3 separate regions of the Oryctolagus cuniculus genome follow, and all the other regions are linked to region 3. Evidence: chromatin contacts called from public Micro-C data. All regions are on one chromosome and are shown on one strand. Each heading gives the region's core, a stretch centred on a gene start, on an enhancer-like site or on the middle of the called end of the contact. The rest is flanking DNA. Distances are from core to core; before and after follow the strand shown.

The links. A called contact is a pair of places that touch in the nucleus more often than the background predicts.
Region 1: a Micro-C map of ear pinna shows a contact between it and region 3, with 7 times the contacts expected there. The contact joins the enhancer-like site here to the promoter of RNASEH2B in region 3. A contact is called at or near these places in 2 of 6 Hi-C or Micro-C datasets (ear pinna and psoas muscle).
Region 2: a contact with region 3 is called in a Micro-C map of ear pinna, with 3 times the contacts expected there. The contact joins the enhancer-like site here to the promoter of RNASEH2B in region 3. A contact is called at or near these places in 2 of 6 Hi-C or Micro-C datasets (ear pinna and an unstated tissue).

The regions. Positions count from the first base shown.
Region 1 is chr9:69,234,349-69,238,676 of mOryCun1.1, forward strand. No RefSeq gene overlaps it. Among named protein-coding and RNA genes, the nearest start is that of MIR3613, 23 kb to the right of the region's middle. Within about 2 kb of position 2,098, at least 2 of the 8 cell types and tissues checked have an H3K27ac peak or open chromatin away from gene starts, as enhancers often do. A contact at or near this core is called in ear pinna, where this site is marked.
Region 2 is chr9:69,381,610-69,385,772 of mOryCun1.1, forward strand. No RefSeq gene overlaps it. Among named protein-coding and RNA genes, the nearest start is that of MIR15A, 76 kb to the left of the region's middle. Within about 2 kb of position 2,897, at least 7 of the 8 cell types and tissues checked have an H3K27ac peak or open chromatin away from gene starts, as enhancers often do. A contact at or near this core is called in ear pinna, where this site is marked.
Region 3 is chr9:70,232,040-70,235,984 of mOryCun1.1, forward strand. RNASEH2B (ribonuclease H2 subunit B) reads left to right here and starts at 2,384. Exons shown (of 10, transcript XM_017350303.3): 1 at 2,384-2,776. The coding sequence starts at 2,680.

The DNA.
Region 1 (4,328 bases), core at 848-3,347, 1.0 Mb before region 3:
GCCTGGAGATACTGAAAAAGTTAGCTATGTCATGAATGTGTAAAATACATGGAGGTGATAGTCTATTTTATCACTTACTACCATAAAATATACACACATCTATTAAAATTTATCAAAACTATGCACGTACACACACACCACACATGGTACCATTTGCAGTGGCAGGATACATGAGTGACCATGAGGATGTGGTACCAATCACTGCATCCGAGTGGTGGCACACTAGCCATTGTCTGTTGCTGTCACTGTAGAGTGATGCCTGGGATTCTTGGGTGGTGTTCACTGTGTATAATACAATACAAAATGGATGTATGTTGTCAGTAAGGCTTCTGGTCACTAGCAGGCGATTAGGTACATGTGAGGGAGTCAAGTCCTGGGATTTTACACTGGGTGGGGGTGGCACCTCTAACCTCTGTTATTTGTTCAAGGGTCATACTTTTAACGTACTTGCACAAAATTGCTACGGGTACCTTGTTAACATTTCAGGCATGCATAAAATAGAGATTTTGTTTTTATTAACTAAGTAAAATAGGGAGGTAGGTTTTTTGTTTTGCAATAGGGCTTACATTTGCTGAGCGCTCAGTGAGGATTTTCAGGGGCAGGCAGTCCATCTAAAGGTCTTCTGTTAAGTCCCTGGCTGCGAGTACTTGGTTTAAACCACAGGTGTCCAGGGCTGATTTTAAGCAGGTGAGCATTCAGGTCCCTTGTCATAGCCTCCACCTCCACGCTCTCACTTTTTACCTTAAGCACTTCTGACTGCTGTGTTTTTCCAACGTGCGTGATCCTTATAGGTTTAAGATGTTCGTGATAGTGCAGGCACCTGCCTCCTAATTGTCTGTATTTGTTTCCTATTTCTGCTTCCCCAACCTTCTCCCTCCTTCCTTTTTTTTTTTTCTTTTGCTTCCACTCTCAAGAGGCTCAAGTTTTGTCTCTCCTTCCTCCCTGTTTCTTTTCGATAGACTTTCTGAATGGCACTTTCATAGGAACCTTTTTAGAAGAGGTTCATCAAACAGCCTCATTGTAATTACATCTACTCTCTTGTCATGTTGGGCATTTCTGCAGGGCGTGGGTCCAAGACATTTGTCCAGAAAGAAGGCTGCATGGAGTAGTCTGTTTCTCTACCTCCTTAGTTTTCTCCTTCCACCTGTTTTAAAAGAAATTAAAAAAAAAAAAAAACTTTCTCTCCTTCCAGGTGTTTTTCTTCTTGGCTTGAATAGTGGGTATGTTTCCGCGGCATTTCCTCCACAGTGGAATCATTGCTGGAGGAGACAAAGAGTTAACTAAAAGGCACAGGGAGTAGCTGCATGTGTCCAGAATCTGAGGAAATTTGAAAAGAGGAACAGAAAGAATTTTTGTGTTTTAGAATTTGTGAAGGCCTCTTGGTCTCGTTTTTCAAACGAGACCAAATAAAATTCTGTTAGAAAACCACCGGCACACCGGGTTCTAGTCCCAGTCAGGGCGCTGGATTCTGTCCCAGTTGCTCCTCTTCCAGGCCAGCTCTCTGCTGTGGCCCGGGAGGGAAGTGGAGGATGGCCCAAGTGCTTGAGTCCCTGCGCCTGCATGGGAGACCAGGAGGAAGCACCAGGCTCCTGGTTTTGGATTGGCACAGCGCCTGCCATGGCTGCCATTAGGGGAGTGAACATCGGAAGGAAGACCTTTCTGTCTGTCTCTCTCTGTCTGTAATTCTACCTGTCAAATAATAAAAAAAAAAAAGTTAAAAAAAGAAGAAAAAAAAATCCAAGCTCTAGTGGGAAGATAAGCTAGCGTCTTGTTATAAAAAGTATCAGAGATGTTGGTTGTGCATTCTTAATGCACTTTTTGCTTACTAATCTAATAGAAAAATGCATGGGGTCTCCTTCTGGCCCCTGTTCTTAACTTCTACCCTTTTGTTAAATGCTGACCTTTCTCTGCTGCTCCTGCTTCCATCCTGCAGAGCTAGCTGTCAGGGCTCCCCACAGGTGGCCTGGGTCTCCAAGGAGCACCCACTAGTCCTGTTGTTCCTGTGCAAGTCATCTGTTTCTGTACACAGAGCAAACCCTAGTGAGTCACCCGTTCTCCTTCCCAACAAAAGCGCATTGTGCTGTGCTGTTTGACTTGGGCTCTTGTGAGCAACTTGTGGTCGTAAACTAATGGGGCCATGAAGCGTAGCTGCAGTGACACACCTATCACGTTGCTGTACCAGTGATCTGACTTGGGTGTGCCCCATTAGGCCAGGCACAGTGTGTCCAGCTCACGTAAGTGTTAAATGTAGTTTGATTGTAATACTGCAGGAGGCTGGAACTCAGGAGCCCAGCAGTTGCCCTTAGCGGGCGGGATAGTGCGCGTGTGGCCGGCAGAGGGCGCGCATGCACCGGTAGCTACAATTCCATTTGCTTTCCCTGTGCCTGTTTACTGGAGCCACCTTTTCCATAAGGCCCGGCCCGACTGCAGAAATTTCAGTTGAAACTACACAGACACATTAGATATCTCAAGCTGCACAGAACAAACCCTCATTACACTTCATCCAAAAAGCACAAAACCAGCCCGGAATTAGCTTTTAATCCATGACAGCTCACAAAGTCAAACCTAAAGAAAAGTTGTCTGATGAGTTTCCCCAAAAGTTTTAATCATTTTTAAACGGGAAGTTTCCTTACTTCCTGGACACAGTAGTTCATCCAGTGCTATTTCATATCTCAGATGAAGAACAGAGACTTATGGAGCTGCTCCTGTAGACTCCTCAGGAGGTTCTACCTACGAAAGGACACAGCTCTCCGAACAGGGCTTTAGGTATATGTTGGAAATGGGGAAGGTGGCCATTTGGAGAACAATGCACCTAGATCCTTCTCTCTCCCCCTACATACATATTTAAGTAGAAATATTATTATATAAAATATATTAATATCTGATACACACACTCACACATGTTCAGGCCCTTCTGAGAAGCACAACCCAGTGGTTAAGTGGATGGCTGTGGCTCAGCCAGCCTCTGTGGGTTTGCATTCTGGCTCATTCCTTATTGGCTGGGGAAGTGAGTTAAACTCTGTGCCTTCATTTCCTCTTCTATGAATGAGGTTAATAACAGTACCTGTTTTATTAGGTATTTTAAAGATTAAATGAGTTAATCTTTATAAAGCTCCAAGGACAGTGCTTGGTACGTAAAAAGTACACAAATAACTACAAAATAAAGCACATAAAACTTTGCCACTCTTTTAATAATGAATATGAACAATATTCTAAGAATATTTTTTAAAATGCTGGAAGTATATTTTTAATAAATCTTTTTTGTGGGAAACCAAATATGTAATAAATGATAAAGGGTAAAAAAAATGTGTGGTTAAGTAACCTGAGCACTAGATTGAGAGCCAAGAAGCCTTCTGCTGTGATTCCAGCTGAGGCCATGACTTCCAGAGTGCAGTACAGTAATCTGAAATCCTCTTCTTCACATTGGAAAGCTTCCACAGCTACCCCAAACTATAAGCCCCAGGCCACTGCAGAATCTAGTGCTTTAAGCATATGCATTCCCCCAACCTCTCAGCACCGCCTTGTTTCAGAGAAGCCATGATCATCTTCTGGCCTGTACCCCCCCCCCTTTTTTTTTTTGAAATGCATATGGAGAGACAGTGAGAGATCTTTCATCTGTTGGCTCACTCCCCAAATGCCTACAACAGCCAGGGCTGGGCCAGGCTGAAGCCAGGAGTCCAGAGCTCAGTCAAGATTTCCCATGTATATGGCAGCAATCCAATCTCTTGAGCCATCATCTGCTATTTCCCAGGGTGCACACTGCTTGCTTCTGTCCTTCTTTCCTCCCTTCTCCTTCCCTCCCCTTCCTTTCCATTAACATCCTGCCCCCCCCCCCCCCCACCGCTTCCCCAGGTGCTTTAGCAGGGAGCTGGATTGAAAGCAGAATAACTGGGGTGCTACACCACACCAGTGCCTGGGGGCAGTTTTGTTTCTTTTCTTTTTTGTTTAATATTTATTTATTTATTTGAAAGGCAGAGTTACAGAGAGGCAGATGCAGAGAGTGAGATCTTCCATCGCTGGTTCACTCCCCAGATGGCTACAATGACTGGAGCTGGGCTGATCCTAAGTCAGGAGCCAGGAACTTCTTCCGGGTTTCCCATGTGGGTACAGGGTATAAAAGGCTTGGGCCATCTTCTACTACTTTCCCAGGTGCATTAGCAGAGAGCTGGATCGGAAGTGGAGCAGCGGGGGCTTGAACTGATGCCCATATGGGATGCCAGCACTGCAGGTGGCAGCTTTACCTGCTACACCACAGCGCCAGCCCCATGGAGGCAGTTTTCTTAAACAGCCTCCTTCTCCCCTTCCCTGGGTATCTTCCATTTTAAAAG
Region 2 (4,163 bases), core at 1,647-4,146, 850 kb before region 3:
CGCCAAGTGGATTAGAAAGGAGCAGGGCTCCCTACTGAGCCCTGTCCACATTGCATATTCATGAGCAAAGTAATGTGGTTGTTTTACACTAATAAATTTTGGGGTGTTGTTATGTATTTGAGTCCCTGCTTTGGACAAATCTCTCTCTCTCTCTGGGTTGCCTTTAACTGGTAGGAAGGAGCTGGAGGAAGCCAGAGATCACCCTTTCCCTTCACTATTCCTCATTTCCTGAGCCAGACTGCCACTTTTGCACCTCCCAGGACTCACTGTTGGAGGTTAAGTGTGGTTTTGAAGTGCCATAGGAGCAAAAAACATCTCTCAGGGACCCACTCTATCCTCTGTTTTCCTTGAAGGCTTAGGGGCTTCAGTAGGGGAAAAATAAAGTTGCTTTCTTCTTTTTCTCCTTTTCTTCTTCCCTGTTTTCAGTAGTTTCATAAGGGGCAACAATGCTGAATCCTCTCCTGCCCTCATTGCCCTTCGGAATTCAAATCTTTGGAAGGGTAGTTATGCTTTCCTTTTCACTGTAACAGCACAGTTTTTGCAGTCTCATCAAGGGACCAGAATAACAACAGGTCTCCACTCACTATCGGGGGAGCAGAATCGACTCAGCAGAAGTATTTGCTAAAGACATTTCCCTGTCTTTACATCACTATCATTTAAGAATCCTCCTGTGCCTCCTCTTTCCCTAACCGTGGGTGTCCCGGGGTTCCCGTCTCAGATCTCTTTACTTTCTGCCTGGTCTGTCTCAGACACTTCCTTGACTGGCTACTACTGGACTTGTAACCCTCCTGGGATAGCTGTCTGATACCTCAGATTCTGCAGGAACAAAACAGAGTTCCTCCTCCTGGACCTGAGGATCACTCCTCCTCTAGTCCTCACTCTACACCAGAAGCCTGTATGCCCCTTGTCCTGGCTCTCCCAGGCCAGCTTCCCCATTCCACTGATTCTCTCATTACTTTTCTCCCTAACCCTACTGCCCCCAGGGGGTATTCAGCACTGGTGCAAGCTGATTTTCACTTAGGTCACAGGCTGTCTTACATCCCATCTTCAAGTCTCCCAGGACTCCGACCAATGAATGGACTCTTTGCAAGCTGCACACCTGACCACATCATTTTCACTAAAAAATCCTTTCCTAGGAATTTATTCTGAAAGCAGAGTAACTCTCCCTGAAATAGTATGCGTTAATATATATCTGTAAGCACATTTTTTATGGAAAGAGAGCCCATTACTTTTCTCCCCCTCAAAGGGCTATGTGTCCCCCAAAAGTCTAAAAAAAAAGTGTAGGTCTCAGGCGAAAATCCAAATTCCTCAGCATGATATGCATGATCCGGCCATCTGTCCAGCACCGCACGGGGCACCCGAACTGAATTGGCCGCTGTTGTTGACTGCAGACCGGCATACACTTCGTTTGCTCAGCTTTGATGCCCTTTCCCTTCTTCATAACTGGCCTCACCGCCACCATCCAGGAACCACCTTCTTTCTTTCAAAAGGAAACATCTCAGGTGACCCTACCTACGGAAAGCTGCACAGGCTGAGCCAGCTGAGTGTGAACTCTTGCCTCTGTGCAGCCAACCACACAACCGCTCCAGGATTTCCACACCGGGGATAGGAGGGAGGGGGAGGGGGAGAGGAGAAAAGAATGAAAGCCATAAAGCCAAAACAAGCAACGGCTAATCAGTGTTTGTCAAGCACTTAAACACCGTTGAAGACCCGCAGGGCAGTAATGTAATGATTTCTTGGGAGGGAGAAACTGGGTGGTAAACACGTAATTTATAATCCCCAGATTTCTGATGAGAGATAAATGCCACACACACCGTCTTGTAACAGAACATTTGTGTAGGAACTTCCAACATCATCCAGCTTTCCTTTATTTCGGACCTAGCCATGGTGTCATATACTTAACAAATCTTGTAACTAATAAACAACACAGGTCTGAGAGTCTGCAGTCTATTAAGACTGCCGAATATTTTACCTGAATTACTACTTCTGGTTTACACACCACCATCCAAAAAAAAAAAGTCTCTGGTCACTATGTGTCCCAAAATTCTCCATCTACTCCGGAAAACGTCCCAACTTTTTAAGATAAGCTGTATTTAACCAGTCTGCTCGTTGAGACCTGCTACACCTTACAGCACAGGTTCTAGGTTCTAACAGTCGCATCTTTTTTCCTTTCCAAAATTAAGTCTTTAATTGTTGCCTCCTAACAGAGCTCTGTGCCATCCCCGGGGCGCACGGATCCGGGCGAAGTCTCTCCCCACTCTTAACGCATCTACCTATAAATAGCGCTCACCGCGCTGAGTCACCAAAACCCCTAGTTTCTCCAAATAGCTCCTAACGACTGCTGGAATCGCGTCCCTAGGAGCGGCGAGCGACTCCGACCACACACCCGCCAGGCCGGAGCCGGCGCCGCGGCGCGGCTCCCCAGCCCCGCGGCGCCCAGGCTCGCGGGCGAGGCCGCCGCGCCCCGCCGCAAGTCCGCAACGTCGGAGCTCGCGCGCGCCGACGGCGCTCTCGGGACGCGCGGCCGGGCCGGCGGCCGCACTTGGCCTCGGCCGCCCGGGCCCGCCCCGCCCCCTTCCGAGCGGGGAGCCGCGGGGGGCCGCACCAGCCTCCGCCCAGCGCCGCCCGCTGACACAATGGGGAGCGCCGTGAAAGGGCGGCCGCAGCTCTCGCTTAGGGCACTGGCCCGGGACTCAGGGAAGCTGCATAAGCGGTCGGGGGCCGGAGCAGCAAGGGAGAAGCCCCTCTCCCTTCTCCCACACCGCCAAGCAGTGGCCGCCACCAGTACTAGGGGGCGAGGGCAGCGGCAATGGGGGAGGGAGCGGAAGTGCCACCCCCTGCAGCCAAGGGTGGTGACGTCACCCCTGCAGCCAGCCTGTAGCGGGGGCGTCTGCCCGTCACGTGACCAGGCCCCCACGCCCCGCCGAATCCCGCGCGCGCGCTCCCTCCCCCAGGCGCGACTCCCACCTCTCCCCCGCCCCCTCTCCCCAACTTTCGCCCTCCCGGCTTCAGCGCCGCTGTCAACAGCGCCAGCTCCGCCCCCTCCCCCGCGCCCAGTGTAACCGCCACGGCTGCGCGGCGGGCGCTCGCGCTCGGGTCCTGGGCTCCTGGAGCCCGGCGTGCCCCGGGTCCCACCCTGCCCCCAGCCCCGGCGTGCGGGGTTGCGTGGGCTCCGGAGCCGGGGGGCGCGGTGTCGTGCAGCAACCGCGCGTCTCTGCTCAGTCCTCCCACGGCCGCGGAGGACGAGGCGAAGAGGTCAGGTCCGAGCTCGGGAGTGAGCGAGGCGTGCACGGCGGCCTCCCGGCCCTGACACGTCACCGCCGGGGGTCGGTCCCGGCGGGAGAGGCCGCCGGGGGGCCCCCCTCCGAGCCCCGCCCGGCAGCTCGCGCCGCCGCGCTCCCTGCCGCCTGGGCGGCGCGCGCCAGTCCTGCCTGGCCTCGCCTTCGGCCGCGGCGCGGGCAGCGGCGTCCCGACGAGGGGCTAGGGGCGGACCGCCTCCTAAAGCCCCCTCGGCCACCCCCGCCGAGGGCTCCTGGGGGCTGCAGTTTGGTGGCTGTCGCTACTGCGCCTCATTCTATTTTATCCCTCAGTTCGCTTCTAAAAGTGGAGGCTTGGGGGGAGGGAAAAAAAAACAAACCCAGTGTGGAAAGGGGCGGCACAGACTGACCTGTCAACGGCGCAGGAGGAAGACCCCCGGTCGGCGCGAGCTCTCGAGCCCGCGCAGGGACCGGAGCCCTGGGCTCGCGCGGAGCGACGCGGCGGCAGCTGCGCCTCAGCCAGGTGTCCCCGCTCGGCAGGGCCCGCTCCGCCGCCGCGCCCGCCCCCTCCCCCGGCGCCGCGCTCCCCGCCCCATCGCTGGGGACTAGGGAACCCCCCAGCTCGATTTTTTGTGCAGTTTCAGCAAAGCTCCGAGGAAGTTGGTCCTTTTGTTCCACTATTTATAGATTGCGTCAACATTGCGAAAAGGAGAAGGCGGAGCGGCGGCCCCTCCTCCTCCCCCCACCGGCTCCTGGGAGAGAAAAGCCCCAGCACACGACCTAAGTACACAGCGCGCCAGCCGCCCGCCCCCGGCCTCCTGCTCGCCGCTTCCCCCTCCTCCTAGCTTGGGCCCGAGCGCTGCCAACCCCGTCACGTGCCCGCCCGGGAAAACCAGCTCCCCGGGG
Region 3 (3,945 bases), core at 1,134-3,633:
CCATTTTAGAGAACCCATTTTTTTTTATATACACTTGATGCATGGTCTTAAATATGCTTGGATCCTTGTGAACCACAGCATTATTTTATGCATGTTTTTCATTTAACTACATGGCATTCTGCTATCAATCATTTCCTCTGTCTGATTTTCTTTTTTCAATATAAAGTATCCATGTTGCCATAAGCACATGTAGTTTATTACTTCAAACTGTTGCATAGTCCACACATAGCAGACACTGTAGCATTATCACAACAGTTTGGAGCAGCCTAAATACTGCACACTAGGGAATGGTTAAGTACCCTTGTACATCAGTGGTGTGAAGTAGCATTCTTCCAGTAACTATAGCTCTAGATACCATGGGAAACATGTTTATGGCAGACAAAATGTCTTCATACTGTGAAAACAGCTGCATAAAAATACATATTCATATAAGCAAGGACTGGAAAGGAACAGGGGAAGAATGAGAACAGTTTTGTGTGACAGAGCGAGAGACTGCAGGCAAAGCTGCTTCTTCTTCTTCTTTTTTTTTTTTTTTTTTTTGACAGGTAGAGCTACAGACAGTGAGAGAGACAGAGAGAAAGGCCTTCCCTCTGTTGGTTCACTCCCAAAATGGCCAATATAGTTGGCACTGTGCCGATCCGAAGCCAGGAGCCAGGTGCTTCTTCCTGGTCTCTCAAGCGGGTGCAGGGACCCAAGCACTTGGGCCATCCTCTACTGCACTCCTGGGCCAGCAGAGAGCTGGACTGGAAGAGGAGCAACCGGGACTAGAACCCGGCGCCCATATGGGATGCTGGCGCTGCAGGGAGAGGATTAACCAAGTGAGCCACCGCGCCCCGCCCATGAAGCTTCTCTTATAGCTATTAGTATAGGACCATGCTGTGCCTGGGGATTTGCCCTGTACACCATAGCTTTTCCCATAGTACAGTACTGAGGGAGGGAATAGATCTGTTGTTTGGCCCAGAATTGGCACAGGGCACCCCTCCTGAACTGAGAAGGCCTGCTCTCCACCAGGTGTGTCCTGCGATCCATGTTAGTGACATTTATGTCGCCCTATGGGAAACAGGCTTGACATTACAAATCTTTGCAGTAGTCTGGGGCAGATCTACCACTGTCAAATGTTAACTCTTTTCCAGATTAAGCAAGAAAAAGCAAAGTACATAGCAGTCACGCATACCATTCTCCCACTTCTGCAAAAAATAAGACCCATGAACTTGTACTTGCATGGGAGATCTCAAAAAATAGACAAACCATCAACAGTAATTGCCCCTGGGGAGAGGTATTCCAGATCTCAGGTGGGAAGGAGACACACTTTACAGTATAAAAGAAGGATTTTTCTCGTTCATCTTAAAAACCATGTACCAAGCATTACTTTTTCAATTAAAATTTGTTTTAAAAGTTTAACCTCCCCAACCCCAATTTCATGATACTTTTGAAACACTGTTTTTAAAGTGTCATACTTTTTAACTCATTACAAAGAGCTTTCTTAGATATAATCATAGTCCGTGCTCCAAGTTGTTCACCTTTTTGGTGATGAGGACTAACCTGGGTCTGAGGACTGCTGGCAAGTGGGGCACACATTAATCCGACATGAATTTCAACCCACGATGCCACTGACACATCACATTCAAAGAACGAAGGGCCATGTCTAAGTTACTTTAGGATCTGGGTGTGACAACCGCTGTCCTTAACACAGGCTTGCTCTTGTTACCCAAAGCTCCATCCTTGTCAGTGGTGCCAAATCAAAATAACCAGGACAAGGTTTGAGGATAAACAAACGAGAAAGCTTAATCTACAGGTGGATGAGAAGCTAGCAGATCCACATCTCAAGAACCGGCTTCCTGCTGAACCCCCCCCCCCCCCCCCCCCCGCCCAGGCTTTTCAGGAGGTTGCAAAGGAGGTCACACTGCTGAGCGAGGTGCTGAAGCTGAGTACTGCCTATGATGAGTCTGATACCAGGGTTATCCTGGATGCCAGGGCAGCTACTTGGAGATTCCATGGCTTGACTTTATCAGGAGGAAGACACAGCAGGATATTCCGTACAATTAAGTAGCTACGAAACGTTACTTGGCTGAGAGCTGAAAGGGAACAGTATTGAGAGACTCCAGTGTTTCATTAATTAGGAGGCAGCCCACACAGCCTAGAATCCATGCCTTTCGCCTCTTGAATTACTCATACCCCTTTGCATTCTGTTAAAATAATTTCAAATATCGGGCGCAAAGATTACTTTGCAACTGCAGCCGGCTTTCTCAAGGCCAGCTTCTGGAAATCACAAGCAAGCACTGCTTATCTGATGGAACTCTTTGGTCAGTCTCAGGCTCAATGGTGTGCAGTTGTTCAGCACGCAGGAAAAGGAAAAGGAAGACCTATTTGGTCCCGTTACACTGCGGGAGGCGGCGAGCTGCCTCTGCCCTGCGGGCCCCGCCGCCCAGTCGCTGGAGAGCCGCAGGGCAGTCGCCCGCCCGCGGTCAAGGGGCGGAGGGGAGCGCGCGAAGCAGAGCTCCGGGCGCCTCGGCCTGGTTCTCAACTTCCTAGGCGCTCAGCAAGCGGCGGGCTGCACCCGGAAACGCAGCCGCTCGGCCCGTGCCGCCTCCGGGGCCCAGCGCGCGCCACCCGGAACAGCCCCTCCTCCCGCCATTTTCGGCAGCCGCCGAGCTGCGGCCGGCGGGTGCGGGGCCTGGGATGCCGCGAGGGCCTCCGACGAAGCAGGCAGCCATGGCCGCGGGCGTGGACTGCGGGGACGCGGCGGGCGTCCGGCAGCACGTGTTCCTGCTCCCAGGTAAACACGCCCCCGCGCGGAGCGGCGGGGCGGCCGGGCTGCCGGCGGGGCCGGGCTCGCAGGTGCTGCGCTCCCGACCCCCGTGCGCGCCGCCCCGCGCTCCGGCTCCCGCGCGCCGCCGTCCTGGGCGCGGGGCCGAGTTCCTCCCAGGGGACGGCGGGATCTGCATCTCGGCCACACGGCCTAGGCAGGCGCCGTTTGGAGACCCGGAAGCACTGTGGGGCGGCGGGTCCTGGGTCTCGGCCGCTCTGCGTGGCCGCCCCGGGTGTCTGCCCAGGGAGGGGTAACTTGGTGTCCGCCGCTAGGCAGCTGGCCCAGCGACGGGGACCTACTAGATAGGAGCCAGGGGTGCGAGTAGGCCCAGAGTTGCCTTGGAAACAGTCCTGGGACAGGCCTGGGCTGGCCAGGCAGCAGGGAAACGGGAGGAGGGTCGCTGTTGGGCCAAACGCCATTTCTGGAGAGTGATGTTCCCAGGTGGGCCAGAGCCACGTGTTGCAGCCTCCCTGTGGATCTGACCGCTTTGGTGGTGTAGCCGTGGGGAGAAGATGCCCTGTTCGCTGTATCTGGAGTTGAGATACAGGTCCGCAAACGCGGAGTGTTTTTTGCAGCAAATACACTCTGATGGTGATACTGGTCTGGTTTCCCAGGAATGGTAGATTTTGAAAATGGCTACACGGCAGTTAAGAGTAGTTTTTGCTTGTGTGTTTAACTTTCCCTTCTGACTGTAGAGTGGATGAGTTTTGAGCATGCGGTTCACCAGAGGTAGAACTTTCTGAGCCGCTCCTCAAACCTGCTCTTGGGGCCCCGGTCACCAGAGAGTGGATATGCCTGTTTTGGTTGGGAATGCACCCCGTTGTGCCTGGCCTTTTTGCATTGCGGGTCTCTGAGATGCATCCACAATTACTTAGCAGTGGTTGGTTTGTTGGCTGCTTGGTGTTTTTGCAGCTGCTGCTGTTTCCCTGTGAGCATTTGTATTATTCAGTTGTGAATTAGACTGCAAAGAGCATTGTTTTTTTTTTTTTTTTTTTTCCTGAGGTTTTTGGTAGCTACAAGCGCTCATTTCTCTGGGATGTGTTTCCCGAAGTGGCGAGGCTGAATCTGGGTGCTTGCGTGTTCATGTCCAATAGCCTAGTGGTTTTCCACCAGCAGCGCATGGACTTTGGCAGGTT